5 separate regions of the Mus musculus genome follow, and regions 1, 3, 4 and 5 are each linked to region 2. Evidence: chromatin contacts called from public HiCAR-type and promoter capture Hi-C data. All regions are on one chromosome and are shown on one strand. The core of a region is the stretch at or near the end of the contact, and the rest is flanking DNA. Distances in the headings are between cores, read along the strand shown.

The links. Promoter capture Hi-C pulls out the DNA fragments that hold promoters and counts their contacts. HiCAR-type assays count read pairs that join an accessible place to other places.
Region 1: a contact with region 2 is called in a promoter capture Hi-C map of pre-B cells. The contact joins the promoter of Mbtps2 here to the promoter of Pdha1 in region 2. A contact is called at or near these places in 1 of 39 promoter capture datasets (pre-B cells) and 1 of 115 datasets of contacts at active chromatin or transcription factors (extraembryonic endoderm stem cells).
Region 3: a contact with region 2 is called in a promoter capture Hi-C map of pre-B cells, with 2.6 times the contacts expected there. The contact joins the promoter of Rbbp7 here to the promoter of Pdha1 in region 2. A contact is called at or near these places in 3 of 39 promoter capture datasets (cranial neural crest, liver and pre-B cells) and 1 of 115 datasets of contacts at active chromatin or transcription factors (astrocytes).
Region 4: a contact with region 2 is called in a HiCAR-type map of astrocytes, with 5 times the contacts expected there. The contact joins the promoter of Txlng here to the promoter of Pdha1 in region 2. A contact is called at or near these places in 1 of 39 promoter capture datasets (erythroid cells) and 1 of 115 datasets of contacts at active chromatin or transcription factors (astrocytes).
Region 5: a promoter capture Hi-C map of pre-B cells shows a contact between it and region 2, with 2.9 times the contacts expected there. The contact joins the promoter of Sms here to the promoter of Pdha1 in region 2. A contact is called at or near these places in 1 of 39 promoter capture datasets (pre-B cells) and 1 of 9 other capture datasets (adipose tissue).

Annotation. Positions count from the first base shown.
Region 1 is chrX:157,597,105-157,600,644 of GRCm38.p6, forward strand. Mbtps2 (membrane-bound transcription factor peptidase, site 2) reads right to left here and starts at 1,611. Exons shown (of 11, transcript NM_172307.3): 1 at 1,392-1,611. The coding sequence starts at 1,466.
Region 2 is chrX:160,135,887-160,139,985 of GRCm38.p6, forward strand. Pdha1 (pyruvate dehydrogenase E1 alpha 1) reads right to left here and starts at 2,544. Exons shown (of 11, transcript NM_008810.3): 1 at 2,370-2,544. The coding sequence starts at 2,426. Gm39547 (a long non-coding RNA gene) reads right to left here and starts at 2,361. Exons shown (of 2, transcript XR_878293.1): 1 at 1,895-2,361; 2 at 1-204.
Region 3 is chrX:162,758,117-162,761,963 of GRCm38.p6, forward strand. Rbbp7 (retinoblastoma binding protein 7, chromatin remodeling factor) reads left to right here and starts at 2,256. Exons shown (of 12, transcript NM_009031.3): 1 at 2,256-2,591; 2 at 3,459-3,603. The coding sequence starts at 2,576.
Region 4 is chrX:162,827,453-162,831,124 of GRCm38.p6, forward strand. Txlng (taxilin gamma) reads right to left here and starts at 2,002. Exons shown (of 10, transcript NM_178935.5): 1 at 1,787-2,002. The coding sequence starts at 1,888.
Region 5 is chrX:157,490,119-157,494,079 of GRCm38.p6, forward strand. It overlaps Sms (spermine synthase), which reads right to left and starts at 2,169. Exons shown (of 11, transcript NM_009214.4): 1 at 1,787-2,169. The coding sequence starts at 1,835.

The DNA of each region.
Region 1 (3,540 bases), core at 361-2,860, 2.5 Mb before region 2:
TGAAACATGAAGAAATCATGCGCTTTTTCTCTTGAGCCCCATCACCAAATCACTGTGGCCTGTGCTGCTAAGCACTAAAACCAAGTCCACTGCACTAGTGATTCTCAAGCAAATGTGCAGAGAAATGATCAGGGGAACCTTGTTAAGCTTCAGACTGTGATTTTACAGGGCAGAGGTGACACCTGAGAGTCTGCCATTCTAACAAGGGCCCAGATCATCCAAGTGTTGTTGGTCCTTGGACCTCCGATACAGTATATTATCTGGACGCATAATATAATCCTCTCCATAAGTTCAGGTGATCCTTTCAGTTGCTTTCCCAATTTAAAGACAAGAAATGGAGGCACAAGTAACGATCTGCCTAAGGTCACAGAGGTTAGAAAGTGGCAGAGCCTAGCTCTCTTAAGCTCGCTCTTCATAGCCTGGCATACCAACGTTTAAATATGACAAAGAAGCACAGGTGCCATTTGATTTTATTGTTTCCTAAGACGAAGTGTCACGAGGTTATTTTGTTTAAAAGAACACAAACATGAAGGTTTTACTATTTATGATTGTGATTTCCAAACCCTTGGGAATTTCTAAGCTCGTATTCCCCACCCCCACTCCATTCCAAGGATGTCTGAAACACGTGCTCAGACAAACTCTTGAAATTTCTTCTTACGATTCCAGCACCCACAACACTCAAAAAAAAAAAAAGCACTGTGTGCTCAGAGTGTGTGTGGTCACTGTGAAAAAGGGAGTGTAGGGTGTAAATAGAATTTGAATAACAGAAAATGTGGCTATGTAAATTCTTGCTACTTTAAAGCACCGCCTGTGGGTCAGCACTGTCCGTCCGTGGGCCAGAGAAACTGGCTGGAAATACACAATCTTAGCTTTCCTCCCAGATCTGACGAAATCAGAATCTAAATTTAAACTAGAACCACCGATGCTCCTGTGTACTTTCGAGTTTGACGCCAGTGATTTAAGTCACAATCTGATTTCGGTTTATCACAACACTAGCAGCGTCTCACGGGTCCTAACCTTAGCACAAAGAAGAACCACAAAGCATTTTCTTAAGCGGAAGTTTTCGTTTCTTTTCCTCCTTCGAGCCGTGCCTCCCAAGCCCGCCAGACTCCTCCCGGGAAGGAGCCCAAAAGCCGCAGGGACCCGGCGGCGCCCGCAATGCGGTGGCCGCCACACCCCTCCCCTCCCGCAGCCTGCCTGCCCTACTTTCTTTACTCGGTCGGACGGATGCGCCACGCGGGAGAGCGCACGCAGACGCGGCGGGCGCTCGGAGCGGCTCCCGGCCCGGCGCGGAGACTCCGAAGGGGAAGAGAAAAGGCCTTGGGCGACACAGGACCATGCGCACCAGCCCTGGACTCCGCCGGCTGGGGCCTGAGGCCTGAGGCCCTCACCTTCAACACCAAGTCGGCCAGGTAGACGGCAGTCCAACCACCCACCACCACCACCAGCAGCGACACCGGAATCATCGTAGCGACGGATGGACGGCGGGCCCCGGCGGCCTGCTTCTGCGAGCCCCAGTCAGCCGTGCGCCCGCCCGGAGCCTTCCAGCTCCAGCATCCGCGCAGGAACTAAAGTGCTACCGGGTTCTTTGCTCCGGTGGCAACATTTCCCTCCGGACCCTTCCGGTGAGGACACTCAGCCGTTTTTTTTTTTTTTTTTTTTTTTTTGTTTTGTTTTGTTTTTTTTTTTTTTTTGGTGCATATGCCGGAAAAAGCGCGCGGGCTTCTTTTCCTGGGACGCTCGGGCTCCGGAATGCTCGAAGCTCGGGTCGTCCGTCCGGCAGCGTGCTTGTGACTCATGAGGCTTGACCCTCTCTGCGCTCTGCCCTTCCTTCTCACTGATTTCCATCTCCGGTTTGTTGTGCTTTTCATATAGCCGGAGTTTGGGATTGTCAGAAGTACATACCCACATTTAAATTAATCACGTCTCGTTCTAACGTCTTTATGCACGGCAATATCGTAATGGAGGCCTCATTTGTTCATTTCGGTGTTTTGAAAACTAAATATCTGTCTATATCTTAATCGAAATACGTAGCATTTCTTTTCTTTCTATTTTTTTTAAAGATTTATTTATTTATTATATGTGAGAACACTACAGCTGTCTTCAGACACTCTGGAGGAGGGAGTCAGATCTCATTACAGATGGTTGTGAGCCACCATGCAGTTGCTGGGATTTGAACTCAGGACCTTCAGAAGAGTAATTGGTGCTCTTAATCGCTGAGCCATCTCACCAGCCCCATACGTAGCATTTCTATCCAGAGAATTTCTTTCTAGTTTCCCTTCCTACGTATTTCTGTCCCCTGCCCCGTTCTGATTTATTAATTAATTTATTTATTTTTAATGTTGAATTCTGCGTAAATAGAACCACACTGTTAAAATCTGGATTATTTCGCGCGACATTTTGTTTTGTAAGATTTGTCTATATAACTGGTCTTTATTTTAAGACAGGGTCTCACTATGCAATCCAAGCCTGGCATTCACTATACAGAGTAGGCTGGCCTTGAACTCTCAGAGTTAACCTGCACTTAAGAGTTGTGCATCAAAAATACCTGGCTGTTGATTAAAAAAAAAAAACAAAAACTTTCATCTAAGACTTGAGGAGCCGGGCGTAGTGGCGCACGCCTTTAATTCCAGCACTCGGGAGGCAGTGGCAGGCAGATTTCTGAGTTCGAGGCCAGCCTGGTCTACAAAGTGAGTTCCAGGACAGCCAGATCTATACCGAGAAACCCTGTCTCGGAAAAAAAAAAAAAAAAAAAAAAAAAAGACTTGAGGTTTGGGCTATTGCTACATATTGGAGTTCTAGACCTGGAAAAATGGCTCAACACGTAAAGGCACTTGCTGCCTAACCTGACTACCTGAGTCAGTCCCAGGGGGACAACATGATGAGAGAAACAGCCCTTGCAGGTTTTCCGTTGATCTACTGGCCTATAAAATAGGTTAGATGAAACTTTTAAAAATTGGAGCACTGACCATCTGTCTAGTGAACTAAAGTGTAGTTCTCAGCCTTGGTTGCACAGTACCTTCACCAGGGGCCTTTAAAGTCCCCCTGGTTTCTGGAGCCTGGACCAATTAAATGAGAAGCTCTGTGAAACAGACCCAAGGCTGTATCATTTTAAACGCAGTCCCATCTCTGTGTCCCCAAGTACAGATCCACCTAAGGACCCAGGACTTTGATACTCTGAGCTACACCCTCTAGCCATACGGCATTCTCTCTTTTTAAAAACAAAGTCTGTAACCCAGACTGGACTTAAAGCTCTACATAGCAGAGGAAACTTGTCCTCTTTTCTCCAATTCCTGAGTGCTAGGATTGATTACAGGTGTACACCTGTACCATGAAGCCGGGATTCACATAATCTATTAGCTATCCATAGGCTCTTGAAAAAGAGTGGTTTTGGTTTTGTAGCTAAAGTCGCCTTCAAGTTTCTGTAAAGCAACGTAGAAAATTGTTCTAGTATACAAGCCATAGGCGTTGTCTACAGTGAAGCTAGTTGGAAACTTATCCTTGATTCTCAAGAATAGGTGAACTTGGAGGCCTTATTTA
Region 2 (4,099 bases), core at 1,294-3,793:
CAGCCATCAAAGAGCAAGTGCCTAACACCCCCCCCCCCTCGCCTCTGGGTATCCTTGGCTACCAATGGTTCTTGTTACACAAGTTCGGCTGGCCACTGTTTACTATTGGTAAGGATCTTTTTGCAGGGCTTAAATTAAAATTTAAAAGTCTTTTCACCCACCTGTACAACAGGAAAAACTAAAACCCTCGAGCCATTTTGTGTTCTGAGGGCGGAAATAAAGAAATCTGCAATTACTTAGATTTGCAAATGATAAGAGATACGACTCCAGAGTTTGAAACACTCAGAAAGGCTTCAAGAATGGTTCCTAATTACCATGTAACAACTATAGACACAAAGAAAACTAGTGGCTGGGCGTGCTGCTCCACTTCTTTAAGAGGCAGAGGCAGGCACCGATCTCTGATCGGAAGCCAACCTAGTCAACATGTGAGTTCCAGGCCAGCCAGGAGCTACACAGTGAGCCCCTTACATAAAGAGACAGAGACACAGAGACAAAGACAAAGAGACCTACTTCTCTTCCTCCTTAGCATGCCGGATGTGGTCACACAAGATTTTAATGCAAGCACTCCGGAGGTAGAAAAGCAAAGAGGTCTGAGTTCCAAGACAGCCAGGGATACATAGTGAGACTTTGTCTCAAAAAAAGAAAGAAAGAAAAGAAAAGAAAAGAAAAGAAAAGAAAAGAAAAGAAAAGTTAAAAAGCTACTTTCTGGATATGTTCCACCACAACAAAAAGTGAGAAAAAAACTGGGTACTTCCTATGGTGAATTCGACTCTAGAATCTATTTCTTTTTCCCTGCTGTAAGGTGAATTTAAAGGAAACGGTAAACGGCTGTCAGACAAAGCGATACAACACCTAAGGTTAGCTTCTAGTGTCGAAGGAAGATTTAAAAGTGTTCCCAGCTTCCTAGTACCCTCTTATACTCCAAAAGAGGAGCACATGTCTTCAAAGCAGAAGGTATGATTTTTATTGATTTCGGACTCTAATGCAACTTATAGAAACTTTGATTCTAGTCAGAGCTGTTTATTTTTTCTTTCCACTGAGAACAAAGCTTCTTTTCGTTTTCAATTTTATTTCATGCCCAGCCCCCAAGCTATAAACAAATTTCCCTTCAACTAACAATTTCTGCACACAAGAAACTTGTTCAAACAAACTGAAAATCAATGATGCACTTTTAACACGCGTGAAGATCGTGGCCGAATTCAGGACACATACTAAGAGCTCAATAAATGTTGGCTATGTCGTAGAAATGTGCTTTGCTGCCGGTTCAGATTCAAATGGTGGTTTTCCATTCCTTGATGCAATTCCTAGAGAAGGACATTTCGACCTTTCTACAACCTCCCCACACTGAGCAGAATTGCATCAAATCCTAAAGAAATCAACAGAACCAGAATTACAAGTCAAAGCCTGATGACAGTTACACCAAGAGAAGGCAACCTCTGTGTGGCTAGAGGTCAAAATGCTAAAAGCTTAGGTATTAGACAGCTCTTAAAGCCGGGCCATAAGTCTTAACCTCTAATCCCAACTCTCCGAAAACCATTGCTGTTTTCTTTCGCTACTTTGAACTCTAAGCCTCTGTGTGTTTAAGGGTAAAGGCGGCTTCCTCTGGGTTATGCTCGATTGCTCGAAAATTGACTGCCAAGAAAAAGTTCAGAGGAGCAGGGAGTGGAGGAAGTTTGTTTTCCGTGAACCTGACCTCCCTGAACCTTCCTCAGAACAGAACACAGGTGATCCACAAATGCTCACGCAGCTGGACACCGGCCCTTGGCAGGTGCCAGGCAGAAGGGTTGGCATTCGTGCCACTGACCAACTCAAGATAACCACCCCCCCAGAAGGTAGCGTCCTCAGAATCTCCATTATGGAGATGAGAGAACTAGGCCCTCAGACGAGTTTTTACATATCCTGCTTCTTGATGGTTCCTGGTGCCAAGGCTAGTAAACGAAGAAGTCGGAGTGCGCACGGAACCTGACTCCCGGGACTGGGAGCTCTTTATTTCGTCTTACGTGGCCTCATAGCCAAGAGCAATGACATGAAGGAGAGTGGAAGTCAGCGGAGTCCAGAGAGGCTGGAGCAAGCCCAAGCTCCGCCTCCCAGTGTCCCGTAAGGGACGAGCAGTTGTGGGGCGCTGCAGGGGAGCTGGCGTGAAGCTCCGCTGGGGGCGATCGGGGGAAGCACAGCGGACCGGGCCCGTTCTCAAGCCGCTCTTCCCCCGGCCAGTGGCGACACGGACTGCGCGGAAAGCCCACCCAAGTCCCGCAGCTCGTCCCCAGCCCCCAGCCGTGCGCTCCAGGGGGGCCCGGTCCGCCCTCTTCCTGCCCCGCCTCAGGCCGGCTCCAGCCCCACCCCGGCCTCCCGGGATCAGGCGACCTCACCGGCTTCTGCGCAGAGCCTGCCAACACGCGGGATACAGCGGCAAGCATCTTCCTCATGGAGCGCAGCAGACTCACGCGGCGGCCGCGGCACCCAGGCACTCAAAAGGAGTGGTGCGGGCGTCCCCAAGTCTCCTTGAGGCGCCCGGAGCCGAAGCCACGCCCAAAACGCAGTGACGGAGTCGCGACGGCATCACACGCCGCGCTAGTCTGCAGGCCAACCAGAATGGTTGCTGGCGATGGCTACGCCCTTCTGAGGAGGAACATGTGGCCGTCCATTAATTAACTAAAAAATGAGGTGGGGCTGTGGCTGGAGGGTGAAGAGGCCGGTGTCCCAGGGCGCCTGCGTGGGAAAGTGGGGGGCCCCGGGGCGTGGGGAAGAGGCCTCTCCTTCCTTTTGCCCTGAGTACCACAGACCAGCGAAGAAGTGGTGAAAGCGGGTCCTGCCCTTTGCCCAGTCGGGCCTGTGGTACAGCTTTGGCAGGCAGCCTTGTTCCATTACACAGAGAAGCCATGGTGCCAGGGCAAGAAAGACAGATCATCTGGTTTCTAGAAATGGTCCTGCCACTAATTTGTCTTTAAAAGGTCACATATTCCTTGCAAAGTGTTGCCCTGGTTGACTTGGGTGAGATTTAACAGTTAAATGCTGGATGTTGCTGGGTGTGGTGGCACATGCCTGTCATTCCTTCCTTAGGGAGTCTGAAGTCAGATGATAGCCAGAGTTGGAGGTCAGGCTGTCTGTTCAGTTCAAGACAAGCTTGGACTACTTAGCGAGGCTATCTAAAAAAAAAATCAAAATAAGTAAATGAAAGCAAATATTAATCGTTGACCATAGACATCCAAGAGTTTAGCTTTAGCGTTTATTCTTTGATTTTTTGTTAGCTTGCTTCTTTTCATGGGGGACTCAGTTATAGACAAGCAGTTTGTCTGTCCTTTATGCTTGGGAAAAGGCAGAATCCTGTATCTCCTGTGTTGTTGTTACCCAAACACTATTAAGATTAGGACACGAGACTTTATGAGAACACGGGAAACGTGCAGATGATGATTTCTCAAAGTTCAAACTGTTGCCTGGATCGGTCAGCTTCACATTATCACTGGGTCAGAGAAACAGAGGCTGACTTTTCCATTCAAATGTCCAGCATGGATTGGCCAGGTAGCATTTCTAGGAGGTCACTTGGGAACCCAGGATAAAAAGTCCTCTAATATTTGCATTTATGATCTCCATGGATGAAGGATGAAATGAGTGCTGTAGTGATGCATTATAACTCACGGGAAAGAAAGAGCCACAGATCCTTCACAAATACGCAACTGAATAAGAGAAAAGAGCAACATTGCCTGGAATTCTGGTGCCGGAGAGGCAGAGACACGAGGATCCCAGGTGCTTGCTTGTCCATCAATCTAACTGAAGTAATAGCCAGGATAAGTAAGAGACCCTGCCTCAAAAAGTTTAGCTGAAGAGTGACTGAGGAAGACTGACCTGAAATTAACCTTTGACTTCCGCGTGCATGTGCACACACAAATATACACAGATTGAGTGGGTGGGAATCACCACTTCACAAAGACACCATCACCACTGCAGGCAGGAATTATCAATAGAAGCTAAAATGAATGGCAGGAAAAAATGAGAAACAAGACTTTTGCATTATTACAAAATATCCTCCAACAAGAAATTTATCATTACAAAAGTTAATGCCTTAAAGAAACTGCCCTGGGGAAACAAGGGAACCAGTGTT
Region 3 (3,847 bases), core at 1,006-3,505, 2.6 Mb after region 2:
CTTTAATCCCAGCACATTGGGAGGCAGAGGCAGGCAAATTTCTGAGTTCGAGGCCAGCCTGGTCTACAGAGTGAGTTCCAGGACAGCCAGGGCTACATAGAGAAGCCCTGTCTTGGAACAGCCCCCCCCCCCCCAAATAAAAGAATTTAGTTAGCTGGGAAACTCAGGTGAAGCACATTTGCCTACCATGTGCAAGGCCCTGGATTAGATATCCAGGACTGACTAACACACACACACACACACACACACACACACACACACACACACTCGTCCTCTACTCGACCCCCCCCCCACCTCTGTGTGTACACAGTTTAAACTAAATTCATATTGTCTGGGAAGAGTTACTTGTTTTTTGTGACAAGGTTCCTAGGCATTCCAGGCTGGCTTTTGAACAAAGATCCTCCTACCTACCTACCTCCAGTTTCCACGGACTGGGATTACACACCAGGTTCGCTCAGTCCTTTAAACGTTTATTTTAGAAATCATAACTACTCATCAAAATGAGCAAATTATATTACTGACAGGAAATCACCTCTCAAGTCTTCTCTGAGTACACATAGTTCCTGCTGAAGCAGAGCTGTAGGACACAATTATTCTAGAACAAGGTGGACAAGCTCCAGTCCTTTAAATCTCGCCCACCAAGGGGCTTTTGCATGGCCCTGAAGCAAAGCATGATTTTTTTCATTTCCAAGTGATTGAAAAAAAAAACACAGAGAGAGAATATTTTGTGACCTGTGAAAAGTACACAGAGTTCAGATTTCAGTGTCTATAGTTTTGCTGGAAGATGGCCAGGCTTATCCATATTTTCTATGGCTGTTGTGTTACAACACCGAAGGCTGCCTGACCCCTGTCAAAAAAAAAAAGTTTGACCACCAGTGTTCTAGAACTCGGAGGACCCATGCTACTCCACTCTTCTAACCGCCCCCCTCCCGCCTCCAGCCACCTCTTCAGCGTTAGTCACCAGCAAGATTCTTGGAGCTGACATGGAGGGAGGGCGTTATAATAATGAATTGTACCACATGGGAAAACAAGAGACCCAAGACAGTAAATTTCTATATAAGGGAACGTGACTGTTTCTGTCACATACTAGAGTAACGTCTGAGTTGGTTTCTCGATCAGAAAAGAGAGCATCCTCGAGGCCTCTGCATGGTTGCGTTTAAGCATGAAGGCACTTGGAAAGCTATCAAGGGAACAAATGTTCCGGGGGTGTTTCTGCAAGGAGAGCCTCTGAGTTTAGATGTAGACTGTGGTTCCCTTTAAGCGTAGGCGCCTGGGCCCCTCTGCTCTGGCCCTCTTTTTCTCCCTGGGATCATGTGGCTTTCTCTTCACCCCCCCCCCCAAGGCTAAAAAGCTTCAGAGAAATGCAGAGCTCAGGTATGCAGGCCTAGATTAGCCCAGCCCAGCTCTCTCCAGTTCAGCAGCCAGCTGCAGGGTCAAAATGGGACCCCTTCAGGTGACAAGAATGACTCAGCAGGGGCCTAGGCAGGAACTGAGATAGGGAAGCAGTGGCAGGCACAAAATCCCCTGCAGCAGCAGGAAGCTAAAGAACCAGTAGGTTAAGGACGCACAAAGGTGAACATACAAAAAGTCATTTAAGTCAACTTTCGACGAGGGGCGGATTGAAGGCCTGCGCCATCGCAGGCCTTAAATAAAGGTCTGCCCAGCTTCTGGGAGAAAAAAGAAAAACCCGCCCAAGGTCTCTCCTAAAGGTCCCTTTCGCTTATGACAAATGTCACCAGAGCTCGACTGGGCCCTCGATACAGTTGAATGGGGGAGCCTTTGAGGGGTGCAGAAAACTGCGTGGCCGTGATTATCTGGGAGACTTTGCGGGCAGTGTAATCTCTCGAGACCAGGAAACCATTTTCCTCACTGGCTCTGAGATTTTGCTTTGCTAAGGCGGCTGCAGCTTCCCTGCCCCCCTCGCACACCCCCGCCGCCGCCGCCGCCGCCGCGGCTGCTGCTTTAAGCAACCACGCCCCGCGGGCCCCAGGCTTCTTGGCCCTGGGGCTCGCAGCCCCCGCGCAGCCTGCACACCGCGCTCGCATCCGCCCCACCCCCGCGCGGGCCCAGCCGCCCCCGCGGCCAGCCTGGGGAGTGACGCCTCGCGCCTGCGCCTCGCCGACTTCCTGCCGCGGAACGCCCCACCCACTCTCGAGAAGCCCACCCCCGGAGAGCGCGTCAGACCCTCCCGTCGCACGCTATTGGTCCAAGCCGCCGAGCCGTTGGCTCCCAGGCCCGCCTCTTCTCCGCCTCTCCAATTTCCCAGGGCGGCTGCGCCTGCGCTCAGCTGCCTGGGCGGGCTGAGAGGCGCGGGTTGAAAAGTCTCGTTCCAAGTTTGGCGAGAGGGAGAGAGAGGAGAGCGGCTCAGACCTCGCTACCCGCCAGCGGGGAGGAGGCAGAAGAGGAGATCGCGGCGTCTGGGGGGAGAACCCAGACGGCCAGACCGAACTCAGGCTTTTCCGAGCGAGGACTGCGTGACGTGCCTGGGAGAGGCAAGGAGCGCCTGCCGGGCTGCTCTTGACTAGCGAGAGAGAAGTCCGAGGCGGCCAAGGGGGGCGAAACGACCCGACGCAAGATGGCGAGTAAAGAGAGTAAGGATGCCTGCCCTGTGGGGCGGGCGGGCGTGCGGGCGCCGGGACTCCGGGGGGCTGGCGGGCTCCCGAGGCCTCGGCACGCGCTGACGAAAGGCGCGAATTGGCGTGAGGAGCAGGGGGCGGGGCTGGGCGCGAGACTCGCCGCGCGCCTGCAAGGGGGCCTGCGCGACACGGGGCCTGGTCGCCGCCGAGGGCCGGGAGCATTTCCGGAGCCGGGCGCGGGGGCCGAGAGAGAGGCCCCCCTTCCCCCACCCCCACCCCCACCCCGCGGCCTAGCTCCCTCCGACGCCCTTGGCTCGGGGGCGCAGGCGCTCGCGGCCCGAGAAGTCAGCGGCGGGCGCGGATTCTTCCGTGCGCGTGGTCGTCGTCCGTCTGGGGTCGCGGCCCGTGTCCGTGTCGGGAGGGGGGGGAGGAGCTGGATCCCGCCGGACTATGGCTGCCGATCGTGGCTTGGTGGGGAGCTGGGGCCTCCTGCGAGGGTGGGGGGTGGAGGGAGCAGGCCTGTGGGCTGCTGCTGTTCCACGTGGATTGGATCTATTCGAGTGGGTCGGGGCACCGGTTTACAATGCGGATCATCGTAGAACAGGTGCGAGCGGCTATAAAAAGGCTGACGAGCTCGGTGGTAGGGCAATTAATGACCCAATTCGGGTAAGCGCCGGAATCCCGATCTTGGAAGTGGAGGCGAAAACGCTTCCTGATGTTGATCTTCTCACTTTGTGGGAGAGCAGTTCGTGTGAGCAGGATAGGTAAAAGGAAAGAATAGATAAGGTGTGGCCGTCTCGAGGTGACCTCCAGGATCCGTAGCCATGCCTTTGACTCCGAGCCTTCTCAGCCACTTAATTGTGGGCTTTCTCCAAATTTCAGTGTTTGAAGATACTGTGGAGGAGCGTGTCATCAACGAAGAGTATAAAATCTGGAAGAAGAATACACCGTTTCTGTATGACCTGGTTATGACCCATGCTCTTCAGTGGCCCAGTCTTACCGTTCAGTGGCTTCCTGAAGTGACTAAGTAAGGGTTTCTGCCAACTTCTATTTTGTGTAGATTTAAGTACCATGTTAAATTTCTAGGTATTGTTAATGTTATTTTACACACAGAACATAAATACCTAATTGGTTAGGCCGAGGGTGAGGCGGCAAGTGGTTGTTCAAAACTTAAGATGGTTTCTATCGTAGAGGTGTGTTGAGAGGAGAGAATATTGTGTAATACTGTGTATAGGAAACGATGACTATTTTGCCATTCCATGACCAACATC
Region 4 (3,672 bases), core at 752-3,251, 2.7 Mb after region 2:
CTAGTTAATTAAACCTTACTTCCTAATTCAGTGACTTTCTGTCCTTATTCCAGTGGCATAAAAGGGAACTTATGTCCTCAATTGCAGTGGCTTTTTATCATCAGAGGTTTCCCCTGGGGAACCTATGAAATCAAACACTGAGTTTGGCTCCCCACCCTCAGGGAATAAATGTCCAAAGTGACAGTGCTGAATCCCTAAAGAACTGTTGGGCCACAACTTTTCCAGTGTCCCAAGCAGTAGGTCCCTCTTTTATGAGACAGAATAGAACATGAAAATACCGGACCTTAGAAATAAAGCACCCCAGGCCAGAGTGGTGGCTCACTGCTGTAATCTCAGCACTCAGGAAACAAAGGCAAGAGGAAAATGGTACTTTCAAGACAAGCCTGGGCTACATAGTCAAATGAGGCCAGCCTGCTACAGGGTAACCGATTTCACAAAAAAAAAAAAAAAAAAGTGAGGGAAAAAAGGAACAGGCCCCAAAAAGCCAATTCTTGACACTGCTCAAATGTAAACCAGACCTTTGTTCTCCCTTTTGAAGTTCATGAATCGCATTAGAAAAATATTATTTCGTAACTTCATACAGGAGTGGCTTTTAAGATTAGTCAAATACATAATTAAGTAATATTAAATAGCTCTCAGTGGTCAAGCAGGGTGTCCAACAAGTCAAGCGGTTTCAGTATGTTCTCCTGCAAGGCAAAGGGATGGAATTTACACTTTTTCAATACCATACACCCCAGTTCTTGGTTCCTGGGCCTGAAAGCCCTGTACCCTACTCGTTGTGCAATCATTGTCAAAACTCCACCCACTGAGCTCCAGAACAAGTGGATTTCTCCCATTCTGAAAGAGATCTCGATTTTCTTGTATCCAGGGAGACACTGAAAACTCCTTGACGTGAGTCAAGTAAGGCAAGGGGAAACAAACAGTCCAGCTCTTCTCCTAGATTAAGAAAGACCAAAACCGAAGCCCAGGAGGAAACTCAAGTTTCCACTTATCAAATTAAAAAGAAAGAAAAGAAACAGAGGGTAGTGGCAGGAAGCCGGAGACAGCTATCAGAAGATGATGCTGGTTCCCCAGCATCACCACCTCATCCCCAGCCTCACACTCAAGGCAGGTCCATGATGCCCAGAGACCAAGCCCCGTTGTGGATCCCGGGAGCCCCGCGGCGTCCCCCGCGTAGCCACCCGCGCAGTGTCGCGGGGGACCGCGGGGGGGCAAGGGGAAGGGGGGAAGGGGCGAAAGGCAGCCCCGGCTTCTGCGCTGTTATCTTACTGCGCAACAGCCTCAGCTCTGAGGCCGGGGAGCACCCCGCAGCGCGCGCCCTACGCACCTGCCCAACACGGAGAGGGCTACCCCGTACCCCGATAAGCCCCCACCCCCACCCCGTCACCTCCTTGGGCAGCGGAGTCCCAGTGCCCGGTGACCACACAGGCTGAAGACTCAACACCCGGGGCAGCACCCGCCGCACGTGGCTGTCACACCTGGAGCGCCCCTGCCTAGCACCCCTTCACCCTCTCAGACCGGGGTCCACCATGTCCTCCCTCAGCCCCCTACTAGGCGTAGTGTCCCCAAGTCCCAACCACCGTCCCTTCTCACCAGATCCATTTCAGTCACAACCACCCCGCACCTGCTCCCCAACTATCGTCACTCTTCTGAAGGAAAAGGGGGAACGGGCCGGATGTTCGTCCCGTAGCTAAAGGTAAAGGGGTAAGTGAAGAGGTGAACCCCAAAAAGGGTAACCCAATCATCCCCGCGACCCAACCACAACGAAGGCGTCCCCTCCACTGACCTTCTGCGGGGGGCTACGTCGCCGTCCGCCCCGTCCGCCCTCACTAGCCTCCTCAGTACCGCCGCCTCTTCCTCGCGTTACCTCCTCAAGCCGAGTCGCCATGAGGTGACGGCAGCAGCCAAACAAGCGGCTGGACCAGGGGCACGGAACCTCTCAGGGGCTTCAGCCCCGCCCCCTTTACACCCCAACCAATCGTAGCGTGAGAGTCTTCTCACGTGACCGGAGGAGGTTGGCTCCTGAGGAAAGGCAGTTTGTTGGGGGTGGGGAGCGTAAAATTTTGGGCTGGGCTTCTGTTAGGGCCGAAGGGCAGACAGAGGCCGCTGGAGTCTGCGCGGACCGGGAAAGGGAGTAGACTACGAGTCCCAGAAGAATGTGCGGCCCCGGCGTCCAGCCATGAATCCGGATAGGAGCGTCCTGGGGGAAGAGTACCCGCTGTGCTGAGTGTGCAGCCTTCTGGGGCTTGTAGTCTCTGAGCGGCAATGTCGCGGTACCGGAAAGTAGTCGTTATTAACCTACAAGAAAAGTTTTAAAATCTTCCAGAGTTTGAGAAGGAATAGAATCAGAGACACTTCTTTGTGGTTTTGCTTTTTTTGCTCTTCTTCATAATTGTGCAAGTATAATTTGAGAATAAGAGACTCTTTTAACTTCGCTATTTTCGAGGTGGGAGATGCAGTCTCAGAATTTGGAACATTGGACACTTGCCCAGAGTACAGCCTCTCTACCAGAGTTCTCCCCAAGGTTTAACTGTCCAGAGTTCCTTTGGGCTGGAAGCCTATTCACCTTTGCCCAACTGATCTGGCTTCAAGTACAGTTCTCCATGTTAGTTCAAGATTAATTCGTATTTAAAATGTCTTGCTTTTTGCACCATATGTTTTGCTAATTAAAAATATCACGAACTCTGTTTACTAAAACAGTTATTTTTTTCTTGATATGTTAGAGAAGGTCACTCAGAAATATCCCCTGTTTTCTATTTAATGGAACCAGATCCTTAGTGGCCTAGTGTCTAGAAGTCACTGACCATCACAAAATCCGGAATTGAAATAATTCACTATGAAAATCTGTACAAATATACTTTCCTACAGTTGAACACAAAACAGTGATACCAGGAGCCAAAACTTAAATAACTTGAGGGACTGAAAATTTCAAATGAGCAAATTCTTAGGAGAAAATAGGGTTGGTTTTGTTATTAATGTTGTTTGGGGGTTTTATTGTTATTTTTTTTTTTTGTGGTGCTCATTATCAAACCACGGATCTCATACATACAACACCTGCACTCAACCACTGAACTACACTCCAGCTCAGTTCAGTTGAAGAAATTCTTTTTTTTTTTTTTTTTTTTTTTTTTTTTTGGTTTTTTTGAGACAGGGTTTCTCTGTGTAGCTCTGACTGTCCTGGAAGTCACTCTGTAGACCAGGCTGGCCTTGAACTCAGAAATCCACCTGCCTCTACCTCCCAAATGCTGGGATTAAAGGCGTGTGCAACCACACCCAGCCATGCTGAAAAAAAATTTTTAAGATTTTATTTATTTATTTATTTATTTACTTATTATATATGATGAGTACCCTGTAGCTGTCTTCTTTTTAAAATTTATTTATAATAACAAATATGTACACTGTAGCTGTCTTCAGACACACCAGAAGGACATCAGATCTTATTACAGATGGTTGTGAGCTACCATGTAGTTGCTAGGAATTGAAATCTGGATATCTGGAAGAGCAGTCAGTGCTCTCCAGCCCAAAGTTTTGGGGGTTTTTTTGGACTTAGAAAGAAAATCTCATTTACAGTTCATACGTTTATAACAGATGTCAGAAAATTACTCCTTAACCTGCTGTGGTGTTGCAACCTTTGGAGACCCCCATGCAGGAGACAGAGACAGGTGCATCTCT
Region 5 (3,961 bases), core at 919-3,418, 2.6 Mb before region 2:
CCTCCAGCCTACTGGAAATGGGATGCTAGAGATAAAATTCACACCTTCCCAGCTGGGAGGCCACAACAGTTGCTTCACATTCCTCCCCCACTAAACTCACGGTGCTAGAACTCCCATTAACCAATCAGCCCTGTAAGCTGCCAAGATAACAGTAGAACCTTTGTGATCCTAACACACTCCTCCAGCTCCACCACCCAAGTACCACCTTATTCTCTCCCAACTGTCTCCCTTGCTTCCATCCTCACCTAAGCAAAGTGGGAAGTGAACGGTGTTACTTTTTTTTAAACTCTATTCCGACCACCCAAGCACACTGGCTTACCTAACAACCCTCTAGTTCACCCGACCACAGTAAATGCCCTGAGTGTGCACTGTCCCTTGCTTCTTGCTTTCTCTCTCTTTTTTTTTCTTCCTCCCCGGAAAAAAAAAAAAGATGAGGTTCCAAAACGTTAGGAGATAAACCCAAAAGGCCACCCACAGAAGAGAATCAATTAGAAGAGGCAGACTGAAATCCAGGTTTTGCTCCAAATCCCCCCGATTTTATTTTTTGTCTTTACATTTATTGATCTTGTGAGCTCCGAGATCTTTTAGGATTGGAAGAAAAAGTACAAAGTGTGAGCTCAGAAGTTCAAAAGCAATTAAGTCGGTGTTAAAAAAAAAAATCCCGACAGAAAAAGCAGAGTGGAATCCACGTGTTCCATTAATAGAGAAACCAGAGAAAAGGGAAGACTGGGGCACCACACTATGTGCGGGATGATCTGGTAAGTGAAAGTCTGCCGCAGTCGCACGTTTAAAGGCCCAATCATTCCCGCCCACTGCGCCCATGCTTGATTCTCTCAAAGAAAAGAAGCCAGCAGTACATCCATCCCTACCCTTCAAAATTCCATCACGCAAAAAAGACTCTCCCAACCATTTCTGCCGAGACCAGGCTCAAATATCTGAGCCTCCAGGATTAGGGGTGATGGTGATGGTGGTGGCTCTAGTTCCCGCGCCCAGATCTCATCCCTCCCCACCCCCAATAATAATAATAATCGTTTCCTTTCTCTGCCCGCCGGGTCCCTTTTCAGAGGATCCTTCATCTCCTTAGATGACTAAAAAAAACCTTGCAAGCGCTGAGTGGCCCTGGTCCTCCTTCAACCCTCGCTGCCCTTAAGGGGAACCCCCCGACACACACACCCAAGAGGGAAATTCAGCAGCCTGCCAGAACAGGAAAAGGTGGCGTGGGCAGCGGTCCCGCGCCGCACACACCCCTCGCTCAGGCCTGCCTCGCCCGCCGTGCCTCGAACGAGCTAAGGCGCTCCGGTACCCGCCTCCCCCGGGGATCCGCCGCGCCCCACGGGCTGAAAGGGATTCCCCCCCAACAACGGGGCGTGGAGGGCGGCGAGCCCGCGTGGACCGACGCTCCAGGCCCGGAAGGGCGGGCGGGCGGTGCGGCTGGCACACACGGACGCGGTTCTCCCAGGCCCCGCAGTGCGCCAGCCTCCAGCTCAGCCGAGGACCAAACGCGGCGGGGGACCGCGGGGGCGCGGCGCGGCCTCCGCCGGTGCACGAGGGCCCGCAGCGTGCTCCGCGCAGCAGCCCGGCAGACGCAGGCGCCGCGCGGCCGTCCGCATTGTTCAGCCTGCCGCGCGCGCCCCGGAGGAGCCTGGTCCTGTGGCCTCGAGCCCCGCAGGCGCGGAGGGAACTGTCGCCCCGCCGCCGCTACCGCTACCGCTGCCGCTGCCGCCGCCGCCGCCGCCGCCGCCGCCGCCGCTGCGGCGCCCGTGCAGGTGGCGAGCGGCGCCCTCACCTTTGGCGCCGAGCTTGAAGTCGAGCGTGCTGTGTCTTGCTGCTGCCATAGTGTGGCGAGGCCCTGTGCCATGCCTGGGGAGGCGACCGCAGGAGACTGAGGGACCGCGCGGCGTGTCAGGCTGCGGGCCGGCGGGGAGTGCGCTGCGCCGGGGGAGGCCAGGAGTTAGGAGGTGGGAGGGGCCGCGGGCAAGCGACCCGGGGCGCGGGGGCGGGGCCGACCCGCCTCTTAGAGGAGGAAGCAGGGACGCCTCCAGCCCCGAACTTGAAGCGCTGGGTGTGAGGCCTCGCTAATGGTGGAATCGCGGGCGCCGGGCTCCCTGGCATGCGTCACCAATGGCCGCGCCCTGCGCTAAAGCTCTGGCCATGCTCTCCCGCCATTCGCCATCCGTTAGGAGGTCACCCAGCTTTAAACGGCTCAGCGCGACTTCCGGGGGGCCTCCCTATACACTTCCCCATATGCCTACCCCTCCTCCCCAAGCAAAAGCCCCAGTTACTTCCTGACCATTTGAAGAAAATAAAATGCTACCACCCCTGTAGTCTTAAAGTACAAGCCTGACTTTTTCTTTAAATGCACGTGAACCCCGCTGGGATTATTAACAATGTTTCTATTGGTAAGGGGTAGTATTTAAGAACAGAATAGAAGGCTCCTGGGCATTCAAGTAGCATACATTTTCATGCAAATTTGGAAAAGAATCAAGGACTAAAGCCTAACTGAGAAGTTGCAGATGTGAGAGCCTCTTCCACAGGACTTCCCCCTCCTCGGTACCTCTATTTTTTGTCAATGGACCTACAGCCTTGGCCTCTTTTTTGACCGTTAGTAGCATTCAACAAGATGGGACAAAAGAGAACTGAAGTGCCTGGGGAATAAAGGGATCCTTTATTGCACGAGCAAAATCCCAGGGCAAATTGACTCCATCATTGTATGGATTGCTGTGCCTCTCCTGATACCAGGAATTTCTGTAATGGTTGTTAAACTTCAGATTAGTGAACTCTGTGCCTCCTCAACAACACAAAAACATTAAGTTTAGCTTTCCCTTAGGCCATTTCGAATGGTCGTTTGGTTTGGTTTGGTTTGTTGGTTGGTTGGTTGGTTGGTTGGTTAGTTTTGCGTAGTCCTTCCCTGTCCTGCAAGAACCTAACACTGACGTCATATTTGTCCTTCAACAACTGCATCTCTTTTCAGTGGGCTCCTACTTTGTTCCTATCCATAGCCATCTGTTTTTATTTCCTTCTCTGGAGACCAGGTCCTCAGTTTTGTAAGCTAATTTGTGTTCCGCTCCATCAGCCCCAATGTATCAGCCCCAAGCTCCTCTTTCTTCCTTTCTTCTGGAGTCAAGTCACTAGAACATAGCTGTCCTCCTGTGTGTTTAAGGGTAGTGAAGCTTCCCGCGTAGGACATGTGCTTCATGCCCTGCCAGCATTGGGGTAAGCCACCTGCCTTCCCTTAGCTTCACTATCTGCTGTCAACCTCTTGAATTTCTTGAAAATTTCAGAGCAGAAGGCATCTGAGGTTTTGCTGATAAGTATGTAGCTGGTCTTGCTCAGTAGATTGTGGAGAACATTGCAGACCACCATGGGCTCCCAGCTGAAGCATATCCGCCCTAGAATTTGTACTTCACCTTGCAAAGGGCAAAATGAAGAACCTTGAGATACTTTAATGAAGTGATGTCAAAAGAGAGCCCTGAAGAGAAGAGGATGCTCGATATAGGATCAGTATTGTCAGGATGATGTTAGCAGTTTACTGCAAGGGTCTTCTCACTAATCTGCATAATCCTGGCAAGACTATTAAAGATAAGAAACAGGAGCCTGACGTTAGTGGCACACATCTTTAATCTCAGCACTTGTGAGGTAGAGGCAGGCAGACATGGCCATCGGGAGCAACACTATTATGAGGTGTGGCCTTGTTGGAGGAAGTGTGTCAACGTGGGGGACAAGCTTTGAGGTCTCCTTTGCTCAAGCTATACCAAGTGTGGCACACAGTCTCCTTCTGGTGCCTGTGAATCAAGATGTAGAACTCTTGGTTCCTCCAGCATGTTTCCTGCCATGATGATTAGAGACTAAACCTCTAAACTGTAAGCCAGCCCCAAGTAAATGTTTTCCTTTATAAGACTTGCTGTGGTCATGGTGTCTCTTCAGTGAAAGAAAGCAAAGGCCTCTATAAACCTCTCCAACT